Linked DNA regions of Acanthopagrus latus: region 2 is linked to region 1. The links are chromatin contacts, called in public Hi-C maps. All regions are on one chromosome and are shown on one strand. Each heading gives the region's core, a stretch centred on a gene start, on an enhancer-like site or on the middle of the called end of the contact. The rest is flanking DNA. Distances are from core to core; before and after follow the strand shown. Region 1 holds the start of pip4k2aa (phosphatidylinositol 5-phosphate 4-kinase type-2 alpha). Region 2 holds the start of LOC119008397 (polycystic kidney disease 1 like 1).

Evidence for each region. A called contact is a pair of places that touch in the nucleus more often than the background predicts.
Region 2: a contact with region 1 is called in a Hi-C map of muscle, with 3 times the contacts expected there. The contact joins the promoter of LOC119008397 here to the promoter of pip4k2aa in region 1. A contact is called at or near these places in 2 of 4 Hi-C or Micro-C datasets (liver and muscle).

Annotation. Positions count from the first base shown.
Region 1 is chr19:11,695,524-11,701,717 of fAcaLat1.1, forward strand. pip4k2aa (phosphatidylinositol 5-phosphate 4-kinase type-2 alpha) reads left to right here and starts at 2,377. Exons shown (of 11, transcript XM_037078402.1): 1 at 2,377-2,439. armc3 (armadillo repeat-containing protein 3) reads right to left here and starts at 2,388. Exons shown (of 18, transcript XM_037078398.1): 1 at 2,248-2,388; 2 at 2,001-2,056; 3 at 1,684-1,801; 4 at 1,160-1,285; 5 at 969-1,037; 6 at 687-859; 7 at 338-532; 8 at 1-99. The coding sequence starts at 2,048.
Region 2 is chr19:11,854,333-11,860,526 of fAcaLat1.1, forward strand. LOC119008397 (polycystic kidney disease 1 like 1) reads left to right here and starts at 3,364. Exons shown (of 56, transcript XM_037078645.1): 1 at 3,364-3,454. The coding sequence starts at 3,453.

The DNA.
Region 1 (6,194 bases), core at 1,127-3,626:
TGTCAGCCCTCCATCCTGGTGGATTAGTTGGAAACTCTCACTGTCATTCAGACAGTTAGCAACTACCTGTAAGGCTTCAATATGGAGGTCACTGAAGTCCTGTAAAAATGATGCACGTAAGAGGGTGTAGAGGACACAGACCTCGAATATGGCTCGAGAAGGTAACAGGAGGTGAGAACAAGTGCAGATTCGAAAGAAACCTTTTTTTACTTAATGATGCACACATAAGCAGTTATTTCAAATTCTTCATTGCATTTCATTAAAACTACAGGGCAACATGAAGCATGCATAATATGTTACAACAAAAGCATGTCTTCTCTCTGGAACACACTCCTACCGTGTTACTGAGGATATCCATGAGCCTCTCAAATCCTTGCTCTTCCCTGAAGGTATTGCGTGTGTCTTTATCAGTGGTGACATTCTGCAGCGTCTTTAAAGCCAAATGCTGAATGACAGGGAAGTCTGACTTCAACAGTTCCAGAAGTTGAGGGATCCCGCCCAGTTCATGTACTGCCTGACGACTTTGGAAGTCCTTTATACATACAGCATAACAGAGGAGAAAACAGGCAAGAACAATTTTCTGAATTTCACCCATCACAAGACTATGACTTGTGAGATCCATACAGTTGATAGTTTTATAACTACACAGCCTCGAAACCTCCTCAAGGCAGATAACTTTGACTCACCTGAACCATGTTGAATATGGTCTCTAGAGAGTTCTTCTTAACATCAGGGTCTGGACTGGATAGGAGCTGGATTAGAGTCGGCAGGCCCTTGCTGTCAAAGATCTGGACCTTACAGACAAAATCCACTGACAGAGAGGCCAGGCACAGTGTTGCATATTCATGGACAACTACATCTTCTTGAAGAGGAGAGAGGAAATTTTGTTGTTTGTTAGTTTTGTTGCCGCATATACACAGTAAATATATACTTCTGGGTCTATTCATCCTATGATCAAAATGACTCACCCTCAAGTGACAGCTTGTCGATGATTGATGGAATGACATCAATTTTTTTCAGAGCACTCTTTACATCGCCTTTCAATGGAAACACGAGACAACGTTAACCACAACCCACCATTCAGTCTGGAGGTCAACAAAACTCCAGTCACCTGGTTGCATTGTACGCCACCAAACGACTGAGAAGCCGACTGACTCACTGTTGGTGGCCATGATGCCCAAGGCCATGAGGGCGGTGCGTCTGACCAACTTGTTGCTGTGACTGATGAGCTGACAGAGAGGCTCCAATGCCCCAAGTCCAAGCAGAGAAACCTTGTTCTCATCTCCTAACAACAGGGGGAGACAGTGAACAGGGAAATTAAGTATGGTACCCAACAGACCTGAGTGCGTGTGGGCGTTTATTGTGTATCTGTGAAGTCGTGAGGACAAACACTGCAGTGTGATTAAACATTAAAAAAGAGTAGACATAGACTTTTTTTTTATTATTCAATGGATTTTGATTCTATTTTAAATAACATTTCAAACATGTCAGCTGCTCCTAATGTACAAAAGCATACGCGTGTTTTATGAGGGTAGAATGTTAACAGATGGTTTCCCCGTAAAGGTCAGGAGATTAGACAGGACAGTAGTCAACCACAAATATATTTTTGCGCTTTTCAGCTGCATAGTTGCTCAGCATAAACAAACAAACAAAATGTGCCAGCAGCGCGAAACCCTACTGTACCTTTCTCTGCAAATGTGTGGATTGCCTCACAGGCTTTCACTAGTATGTCCTCCTCTGGGGAGCTCAGCAGCAGCACGACTGTTGCTGGGTTTTTTCCCTCAACAGGTAGTGGTTCAAACTGGCAACGTGAGGACAGATATGTTAATGCTTTATACCTGTGTAATATCTTTATATCATATCTTGTGTCCGTGCCCGGGTATGCTTTCAGGGCAGCGTTTTCAGCCGACATGAAACACATAAAACGCTTCACAAACACGTAAGCTACATTCATCAAAGGGGTGAAAGATGAGAAGGTTTTCATGGCAGGAATCTCTCACCGTTTCCTTGCATGAAGTTTCACTCTCTTTTCTCACTTTCTTCCCCATTCTGTGTCCTAGAAGGGGGAGAAGGCACATCCGCTGTTCAATGCAATCAACTCTGTGTCTTGTGGTCATGAATTTAGTTAGCCATGCTAGCCAAATCCCGAAGCTAACCTGACAGTTTAGCCGGCTACACTTGCAGTGTTGACGCCTTCAAAGGAAACAGACACACAGTACTGCATCTAAAATATTCAGTATCCCTTACCTATTTCTCTCCAAACTAAATGGCAAGTTAAAGATGTGTCATAACCACGACCGCCGGCATAAACAGTCAGGCTAGTAGCTAGTTTGGTGTTTTGGAAAACGAGGTTGACATCGCGTTGCTAGGCAACGGATGCCACGTTGGGCTAACGAGGGCTTCACCGGTTAGCTTTATGGCTCACATTTGCATGAACAGGTGGGCTTCATAAAGAAATGAACGGATGTTATATTGAAAAATGACAGGGGAATATATGGGCCATTGTGTGAGAGAGAGTGTGCGTGTATGTGTTGAGAGGGGGGCTTTCATCTGTAGGTCATGGCAAAGGCAGACCTATGCGCTGCTGTGAAGGGTGAGTCATAAAACAAATGAGCTTCTATACAGCATCAGCACACTTGATGCCTCCTGCTCTTAGAGAGGCACTGACACAGCAATGTGCCAGTGGAAACAGCACAGTATGCACCAGAAAGCCAAATGACCTCTAAAGACATTACCGCTGGTGGTGTGGGACATTATCGCTCTGCAGCCTGAAATGAGCCTCCGATTAATCTAAACTAAAGCAAATCAAGGATGGGGGATGGCTGGGATGATGTACAGGTTTTTACTGCTAATGCATTATTATTACACGAGCTGCAAATGCGCGCGCCCACGCACGCACGCTCGCACGCTCACATTCATACAACCGGCCCACCTGAAAATGTACAGCGAATGCTGCGTATTCACGCTCAAATGGGTTTTTGATTTATTTCAGCTGTCAACGTGCTATTGAAATCTAAAGGCAAAATTAGACTGATATGAAAAAAAAACACTCCTGTGTGCTGCTAAACGCCACAGAAAAAGTAGCATTAACCCGGCGGAGGGAGGGGGTTGCAGCGAATCAGCGCAGCAGGCACTGCAAAGCGCAGGCTGTCACCTCCCCTCCTCCGTCGAGCTGTCAGTTGACAGCAGCACACATGAGCCTCTACGCTGCAGACGGAGTTGACTGGCCGCTCGTTTTGACGTCTAGATAGTTGCTCCTCGGCGTTTCAGTTCAAGCGGGGCAGGACTATGACACGGTACCCCTGTCGTCTCGACGGACTGACAACGGAAGCGTACGAGGGCTGAGCCGCTTTGCTAGTTAAGAGCTGCTAATGTTAATAGTTAGCTTGCAGGCTAATGGTAGCTAGCAGCTGAACGGAGTCCGGTTCTGCTTTGTGCCGTCAGTTGGCTGACGTTACGTAGCTGGCTCGCTAGCGAAGGTCGGAGGGAGTAAGGTTAGCTGATGGCCAGGAGCGTTCAGTTAGCCATTCATCATCACTAATGTGTCATTTTAGTAATTGGTTGTAAGGCTGCACGAAATTTGTGTGTCGGTTGTCACTGGGCTTCACACGCTTTTTGTTTTATACGTTTATTAATTTTACAAAATTTATCGTTGGCGCTTGCTAGCTAGCAAGCTAATCGGCTATGCTAACGCCAGCTCAGTGAGAGCCCACATCGCAGGGGTGCGGAGAGCTCCAGACCAGTCAAGGAAGGAAGAGCGGTGACTTATGATGCGGGCTGAGGGCAGCAGCGGACTGTTAGGCGAAGGAAAGCAGCAGTATTAGCTTTAACATATCTTATTTTCTCACATTAGTTCTTGTCGAGTTAGGGCCATAGCGTCAGGCAAGCTGTGTGGGACGTCGGATGAAGAAAAGAATTGGGGCACTTTGATTTGCAAGCTGGCTAAATGAATAGTATTGGTAATACTGAGTCGTGAGCTGGTGGCCGCTGTGCCAACCTCAAGGGGAAGACACTCTTTCAAGATAATCACACAGACTGCAATAACCAGCCAGTTTGCTTTAAAATGGCTTCGGCGGCCAGCATCGCTGCATCTATTGCGAGCAAAACGAAGACCAAGAAAAAGCACTTCGTTGCCCAGAAAGTGAAGCTCTTCCGCGCAAGCGACCCTCTGCTCAGCGTGGTTATGTGGGGAGTCAACCATTCGGTGAGTCAGACCATCTAATGTCCTTATGATCCCCCACAGTTGTGTCTTTCCTGACCCTTTGATGTGCCACATTAAGCCCCACTTGCTGTCAGCTGTGTGCCTTTGTGTTTTTGCATTTGATTGATAAATAGGAGATGACAGCTGTCCAGACGTTGGTCGGTACTGTCATTGTAAATGAGTGACTGTGCTGAAATCATTACTTATATTTGCTTTAGTAAGCTTTCATACAGTTACATCTCGCATGATATATGCATGGTTTTGATGTAAGCACTAAAAGTGTGTGTGTGTGTGTGTGTGTGTGTCTGAGCAGTGAACTCTTCTTTGGCTTCCTGTTGTGCACATGTAGGATAAGCTCCTAGGGCCTTGTGTCATAAGAGATCTTCCCATGCAAGACAGCTTATCTCTGTGCTCTGCTCTCTTTCTCTTCCTTTGCTGAATATTTGCGCTGGGCCAACACTCATATGTTGGAGGGAGAGCAAAGTCGGATAGTTGAGGATGTACAGATGTTTCTAGCACCAAATCCCAGATATTAAACCCTTTACCGATGTTTTGCACGCATTGTTTTTGAACTCAAAGAGACGGCACTCTGTCAACAGGCCAAGGCATATAATCTGGAGTACTTAAGGTTTCTTCACTCTTGCAATCTTATTATGAATATATAGCCTTTCATAATCCTTTACTCAGCTTGCTGCTAATAATCAGAATGTGGTTATTACAGTAAAGCCAGCCTGTTTACGGAAGAATTTACCTGTTTGAGATTGAGGAGAACTGTGTATAAACAAATGGAGTTGAGCAGTAAGTGAGCAGCAGCTTTCATGTATTCCATCAGTACATAAATGTCTATTTATATGTTGGTATGAAATAGTTCCCATGGAGTTGCTAATGGTGTAAAAAGTGACAATTGTAGGGTTTATGGAAAATAAAAAAGGTATTTAGGCCTTTTGATGCAGTTTACTTCTCTGCATGCTTGCTCTTTATTTATTGCCTTGTCCACATGCAGGTACATTATTATATTTGATCATTTTTAGAACATATCTCTTCACACGAGAGAAGGCAGAAACAACTCCAAACATTCAATAGGCAGCAATAAAGTCTAGGTAAAGGATACATCAAACACCAAAGAAAAGCATTCTCAGCATGCATAGTGAGCTTTTTCTGTTGTAAACATCTAAGTTAATTTGTTAACTTAAAACACAGTATGTAAAGTTTGGAAAACATAAACAAACTGGTAGTCGCTATTGATGTTCAGGTGCATTCTCAAAAAAAGGAACAGACTAGTGAATGGCAGTGATGACATTATTGTTTCCCAAAAGCTCATGAGTGAGCCTAAACGTGGTTTGCAAAAAGGCCAACATGCAGAGGAAAGACAATTGGTTTTGTGAAATATCCTTATATGTCTGTCTGTGATTGTCCTGCTTGGTTGTGTTGTGTGGCTGTGGTTACCAGATATTATGAAACAGGCGAACAGGCAGGGACTTCTTTAGCAAATCAGTTCAACATTTCTCATTGATAGAATATACATATTTTTTGACTAGTTCCATAGCATGGCAGTTGCTCATCAATATTAATTTGGCACTATGTAAGTGGGTCAGAGGAATTCTATTTGGACATCTATCACATTAGAAGTAGTATATGTTGGTCATATCCTCTCATACATTACATTTACATTTTTGACCACTGTTTCCCTTTGTTGATGCAGTTTGGCATGTCTCATGACATCAGAGACTGTTCCCTTTTATATATAAGATAATATTGCATTTTTAGGTTAAGGCAGCAGCAATTGTGCACAGATTTGGTCACTTTTGATCCTTGTTTGTTGTTTCTTGCTACATTAAAAACTCATACTTTGAAACTCAATTTTTAGTTAGTCTGTTTTGTTTAAATCCATATCTCTGTACTCGGTTGAGGAAACCTGGGGTGTTTGATGGACATCAATGCGACAGACACTACCTGCAAGTTAATTTTAGACAGTTTCATTTGTTTTCTTGTC
Region 2 (6,194 bases), core at 2,114-4,613, 160 kb after region 1:
ATGATTCAAACAGAACCCCTCCTCCACACGCACCCACGCGCACACACACACACACACACACACACACACGCACACACACACACACACACACACACACACACACACACACAAAATCTCACAGAGGTTTCTTTGTTGCATGCTACAATTAAACAACTTGTTTGCAAAAAAGACACATTATTAGCACCTGAAGGTACGTCTTCAAATCAAATTTTTAACATATTTTTTGTACAGAGAAACGCTTTAAATTTCACAGTCTATTACCTCAAAAGCGGTTAATCTCACTGGTTTTGACGGCCACATGTATTTAGAGGTTGACCTGTGTTGGGGAATGGAATTTCTATGAAAAAGTATTTTGTGCTTGAGCTAAAAAAGAGTAGAAACTGGTCTCTTGTAGAACTATTTACAAAGAATTAAACCATCGTAACTGTTTAAAATCAAAAGAATAAATCAGTCCTGTGGGGCTATACAATTAGTTGACAATCAGCCCTTACTTCAGCTGATTAAAATGTTCCACGGTCTGGACACTAATATCTGGACACTGGTTCTCTTTATAATGTTGAGAACATTACACACTATAGGGGGATTTGAACACTGGCCACAAGCGGTGGTGACCTTTGACCCCTCATACCAGGGAGTTAGGACAAGGAGCCCTGGCTGGATTGGGGATAAAAGCTACCAACACACACACACACACACACACACACACACACACACACACACACACACACACACACACACACACACAATCAGAAGACCTCCTCCACCACTGCAGCCACACTGACACATCAAAAATGTAATTAATTTGTAGCATTCACACACAGGAGAAGAAGTGATCCTTCTTTAAGACTGACTGAAAGAGAGCTGGATTTCCACCGGAGGCCTGCGTGCGTTCAGGCCACAGCTTGCTGATTATTGATCACTGTGTCAGCGCCGGAGTCGACAGATATTCTCACCTACAGCCCTTCTTGTTCAGTCTGGGCTACACGTCAAACGTCAGACGGATGGGAAGAAACGTGGCCCGCTGCCTCGCCGCAGGGCATGCAGGCAGGAGACACCCCGCCTTGAAATCACATTTGAGCTGGATGAGATTCCTTTCTTCTCCTCTTCAAGTGAAGTTTCTTAAATTGGGTGGTTGAGAAATATAATAGGACACATTTCTTTTTTTTTCAAGGGGCTGTCTGGGCCTTTGTCAGATAAGGTTTCAGCCAACTTTTTCTTTCCAGCCGCTTCTTTATATTGAGCGTTCAGGATGTGGGACAAAGGCGAAAGCTGGGAGTTCTGGAGTCATTGTAACTAACTGCTTTTTTAGGCCCAATTTGACCGAGGAGTGCTCAACTTGGAATGAAAAATAGGTAGAAGTGCCCTTTAATAATCATTAAGGTATTTCTCCAGTGCCCATAAAAGCACCATAGGTCACATTAAAGTCTGTTATTCATAACTTTATCCTGTGTGGTATTGCTAGAGATTTAAAATGTGGTTGTTATGTTTATACGTTTTGTTTTTTTTTAAAGTTAGTTCTGTCCATCTTAGCATCACAGCAATCTGTGAGACTGTCATGGACACTAATTCTGACCTTTCTAGTGACTGTCAGGGTATTTCGTGCGTGCAACACGTTTTCTCCGCCTGAATGAAACGCTACATTTAAGAGAAAGTTCCCTTTGGTTAAGGAGCAGAGAGAGAGAGCTTTTCTGTAGGTTAGAGTCTGTTCAGCTGTTTAAACCTTTAGAGTTCGTGGACAAAGACACGAATTTCCCTTGTTAAAGTCGCGCTGGGCTGTCACAGAAAACACTGAGAATTCGTGCCACGGAGCACGATTCGTTTAGGTAACATGTCACTGCCTTGAGCTGTCAGTTCATGGTTATTTTGTAACCTTACACAGCATAAACAGAATGTTTTATTTGCCGTAAAATACTGATATTGTTTAACGTCCTGATGTTTCTGTAATCTGCTGCTCTGATTTCTTTCTTTCCTGTGATATTAAAAGTCATGTAATATCCTGCTGAACTCGTTTTTTTTACGTGTTTTCTCTGCTCCCCGGCCCTTCCTGTCAGACCCTGGTGATCCTGCTCTGATAAGATCTGCATGTTACAGTGGATCCTCCTTAATAATTTGGCCTGATTGAGGCTTGTTTGGAGGGTAATCCGAGCCCGCAGAGCTCCCTCTCCTCCCCCCAGGGAGGAGGAAAGGGCGACAGAGGCCGTCAAATAGCTTTTAAATAAGGATGTTTAACTTATATGCTACGCGTTGAAGCACAAAGGTGAACTATATAATAAAGGTGCTTCTAATGCTTAAAAAAGCTTTAGGATTAAATAGATGCGGTTTTTTTTTCTTATAGCCCCATTAAAAGTGCTGTTTGTAAGAAAAGTTTAGTTTTGAGTCTCATTCCCAACTCGTCAAATAATGACACTCGGGGTTTCTATAATCGTCGAAACCTGACGTTTTGGGATGAAGGCAAAAAAAGCGTCAGTTTTCTGACAACTTAGGGATGAGACTCAAAAAATCAGCTTTTCTTACAAATAGGACCTTAAAACCACCATTTTCTCGCGTTAGTATCCATTCATGAATTTTAGGTCGTTGGCAGATCGTCACTTATTGGTTTATTGATTTGGTTTATCCTGAACTTTGAATTATTTTTCCAGGCCTCCTGTTTGGATTCGTGGTTGAGCAGCTTGTAAATGAATAGGCAGAGAGTTTGGGATCACGCAAAGACTGAGTGACTTGGGCAGCACAAAGAGAAGAATCAGGTATGTTAGAAAAAAAGAAAGAAAAAAAAAGAAAAGAAAAGAAAAGAAAAGAAAAGAAAAGAAAAGAAAACATAAGCGGGTCCCAGGAGCGTTTGTACCCTGAAGACAGCTGATTGAATAACAACTACGTCTTAATTGTGAGTTCAGACTCATTAATTAACCTGCAAAAAGTGGCAAACGTCATTTATTTCTGTGTTTGTGTGATTCAAGAGCGCATGGAGCAAGAACAGAACACGCAATAATGAAAGCACAGGCTGAAGCACAACATATGGTCAGTTATGGACTTTTTATCTAAATTGGCACCTAGTTTAGCTCTAACTTTGGCTGGTCCTGTTGTAAAGCTTGCACTAATTTCAAACAGACTGGGGACTGAAATGAAAATTTGTCAGTTTTAGATTCTGCTGTTGTTCGCTGTAAAATCACAAATCACCTCGCCATACATTTGCAGATAAAATGTCCAGTTCAAGCGCCTGTTTAAAGAGAAGGTGACGCACGATGACGCAGGGCCTTTGATTAACGGCACATACGACATTACGTTTCTTTTTATATTTGAGTCCATTTCTTTACTAGATTCCTTCAAAATCTGCAGTTAGTCGTTTCCTATTCATGTTTGACAGAAGGATGGAAGTCCTGCGTTACAGATGAACGCAAAAACACTCAGACTGCTGCACAGCCACAGTAATCAGCTGCCTGAAATATAAAGTTTACATGTGAGTATGCTTTAAAATACATAAACGCGAACAGATTGGGGAAGAATAAAGCCAAAACAAGCTGCCTCATGTCTGGCAGCTTCAAACAGCCTCTTCTCCCCTCTCCCCGAGTCCTCCTTGGGTTCAAACACTTTATTTTTCCACATGATTCATTTGCTTTTTATTGTGGCTGGACTCGCCTCCTCGCCTCTCGCTGCCATGACGGCCTAATCTGCTGCTTATCTTGTTTCATTTCTGTTTTGGCAACATGACGCAGCTCGTTTTCTCGTCCGCTCCCGAATAGAAAACGTTGGCCTGCGTCCATGATTTCTTCTTTAAAGACATCACAGAGCTGATAAAACGAACAGCTTGTGATCGCAGATAATTCGCATTTAGACAGAGACTGAGCCACGGAGGCGGTGAGGGGGACAGACGTGGCCACACCTGGACATCTTTATCAGTGATTTAATTTTAAAAAATGGCCGTGCCCTCGCTTCAGAGTGAGGTTTGGTCAGAGAGGGATCATGGGTCCTGTATTTATTTTAGGCTCCAAGAGACTCTCTCCATGAATACCTTCCACCACACGACTTCTTTATCAAATTCATTACTCGGGGGAGTATACGAGCTGCTGTGTGGCTCATTGGTCTGAAAGTGGTATCTGCTGAGATCAGAGATGAATGAGCTAAATAATAGATCAAAAAGTAGGAAAGCCCTCTGAAATGCGAGGCAAAAGGAGCCTCCTGTAAGCCAAAAATAATAATAATAACAATAATTTGGTTTGAAAAGCGGGAGCCTGTCGGATCTATTTTTGGCGGAGGAGCAGCCACTGAACGATTTTTCTTCAAATATTTACACCCAGATGAAGGGAACTTGAGTCTGTGATGGGGCTGGTGAATAAAGAGGTGGAAGTCCAGTCAAGGATCAGCACATGGAGCGGCTTGGATTATTTGTTCATCTTCGTGTGAAGGTGTAACTCTAATTCCCTCCCATGGTGATAAAGGCGCTTAAATATGTGCAAATATAAAGGTGTGAAGGCTGAAGTAACGGGCTGCTTTTCCCTCCAGCATGTCCCTGCTTTTTTCTTTCTTTCTTTTCTTTCTTTCTTTCTCTTTTTTATTTATTTATTTTTTTTGTCCGACAACCCTCCTGCTGACATGATCTATATTTGATATCGCCCCGGCTCCGTACAGTGCGCTGAACCGGTCCCTCCAGCGGACTCCGCGTCCTCGGCGAGACCCCGCGCACCTCGCCTGTTTTATCGCCCACTCCCACCGTTACGCAGCGCCGCAGCGCCGATCCACCAGCTTCCCCTCCTTTTTATTTGACAGATTTCGTTGACTTGGCGGTTTGTTAATTGTGTCACCGCGTGTGCACGTTGAAAACCCACCGTGCGCTTAACGAATGAGGCAGGTTATTGGAGGTACACCGGGCCCGGTGTGGGCTTTATATACACTGTCACGGGGCACAGCCCCGCATATTGATGTGAGGGGCTGGGTTAAGAAAACGCTCCTCAGACAACCAGGAGGTGCTTGACTGGACTCCGGGGGGTCCCACGGCCAATAATACTTAATGAATTTTCACTATTAATTAATAAATACAAGAACGATCCTGATTTAACATACCGAAATATGAGATGTCAAATTTAAATCATATAACCAGTGCGCTGTGCCGTTAATCTATATTTGAGCAACAATAAAGATTACCACCGTTTATTTTTTATTTTTTTGGGCTGAAGTAAAATGTGATGATTTGTGTTTCCGTTTATCCGCTTGCTGGGTTTTTTTTTCACTGCGTCCAAACGTTCGGCCGGACACGAAACGAAATCGTCCAAATATGCGCGTATTCCGCATGAAAAATGGACAGAAAATGTGTTTGATTCCCCCCGCTGTGCCTCTCTCCGGTACAGTCAGCCCGAGGAGATGGCGCGGTCTGAAAGCGCCTCCTGCCGGCCGCGCCGAGGAGCGCGCAATTCTCTTAAAGGGGATGTCTGGGAAACCGGAAGAGTTTTTTAAGGTGGAGCGGTGGAGTTAGCAGCACGGCGAGGACGGCTTTGGGTTTTTTTTTTCACCGAAGGGCTCACAGGGCAAACTGGTCTGTTTTTGAATTTTTTTTTTCTTAAATGTATCTTTCAGTCCAACAGCTTTTAGGCGCTCTGCAAAAAATAAAGTGCGTCATGAGAGGGAGATCGCGCTGAAGCTTCCGGTCATACCTTTGTGGAAAAAAAAACAAGTTCAAAATGGGCTGCCACTGCTGGTGAGATCATTTTCAGATTTTTTTGGGTAGAATTTCCTTGGGTTAAGACGGTAAATGGCGTGTCCGGCGCAGGAGCAGAGGCACCTTGACGCACCAGTGCGCACAGGTGACGCTCAGGTGCAACACATTTTGTCACTTTTATGCGTCAGAAAAAAAAAACCAAAATTCGAACGCTCCGGCATGAACGATTGATTCAGCTCATGGTGCATGTTATTCAGCTTTGTAGGCTTAATGGCTCAGTTGACAGCCTAACTGTTTAGTAAAACACATAGTCCCCAAATTTTATTAAAAAAAGACACATTAACACTTTTGGACGAGTCTGAGGACAGTTGCCGTTTTTTTTTTTTTTTTTTAATGCTGGTGAAACAACTGAGATCAGTTCTGACCCTGAGGTGGTCCAGCCGGCTTCAAACGGGCTGCTGGACAGTAACGGGATCCCGTCAGTAACGGGATTTGCTCCGTGGCTCGTGTCTCACGCGTGGCTGTAAAGGAATAATTCCCCCTTGTT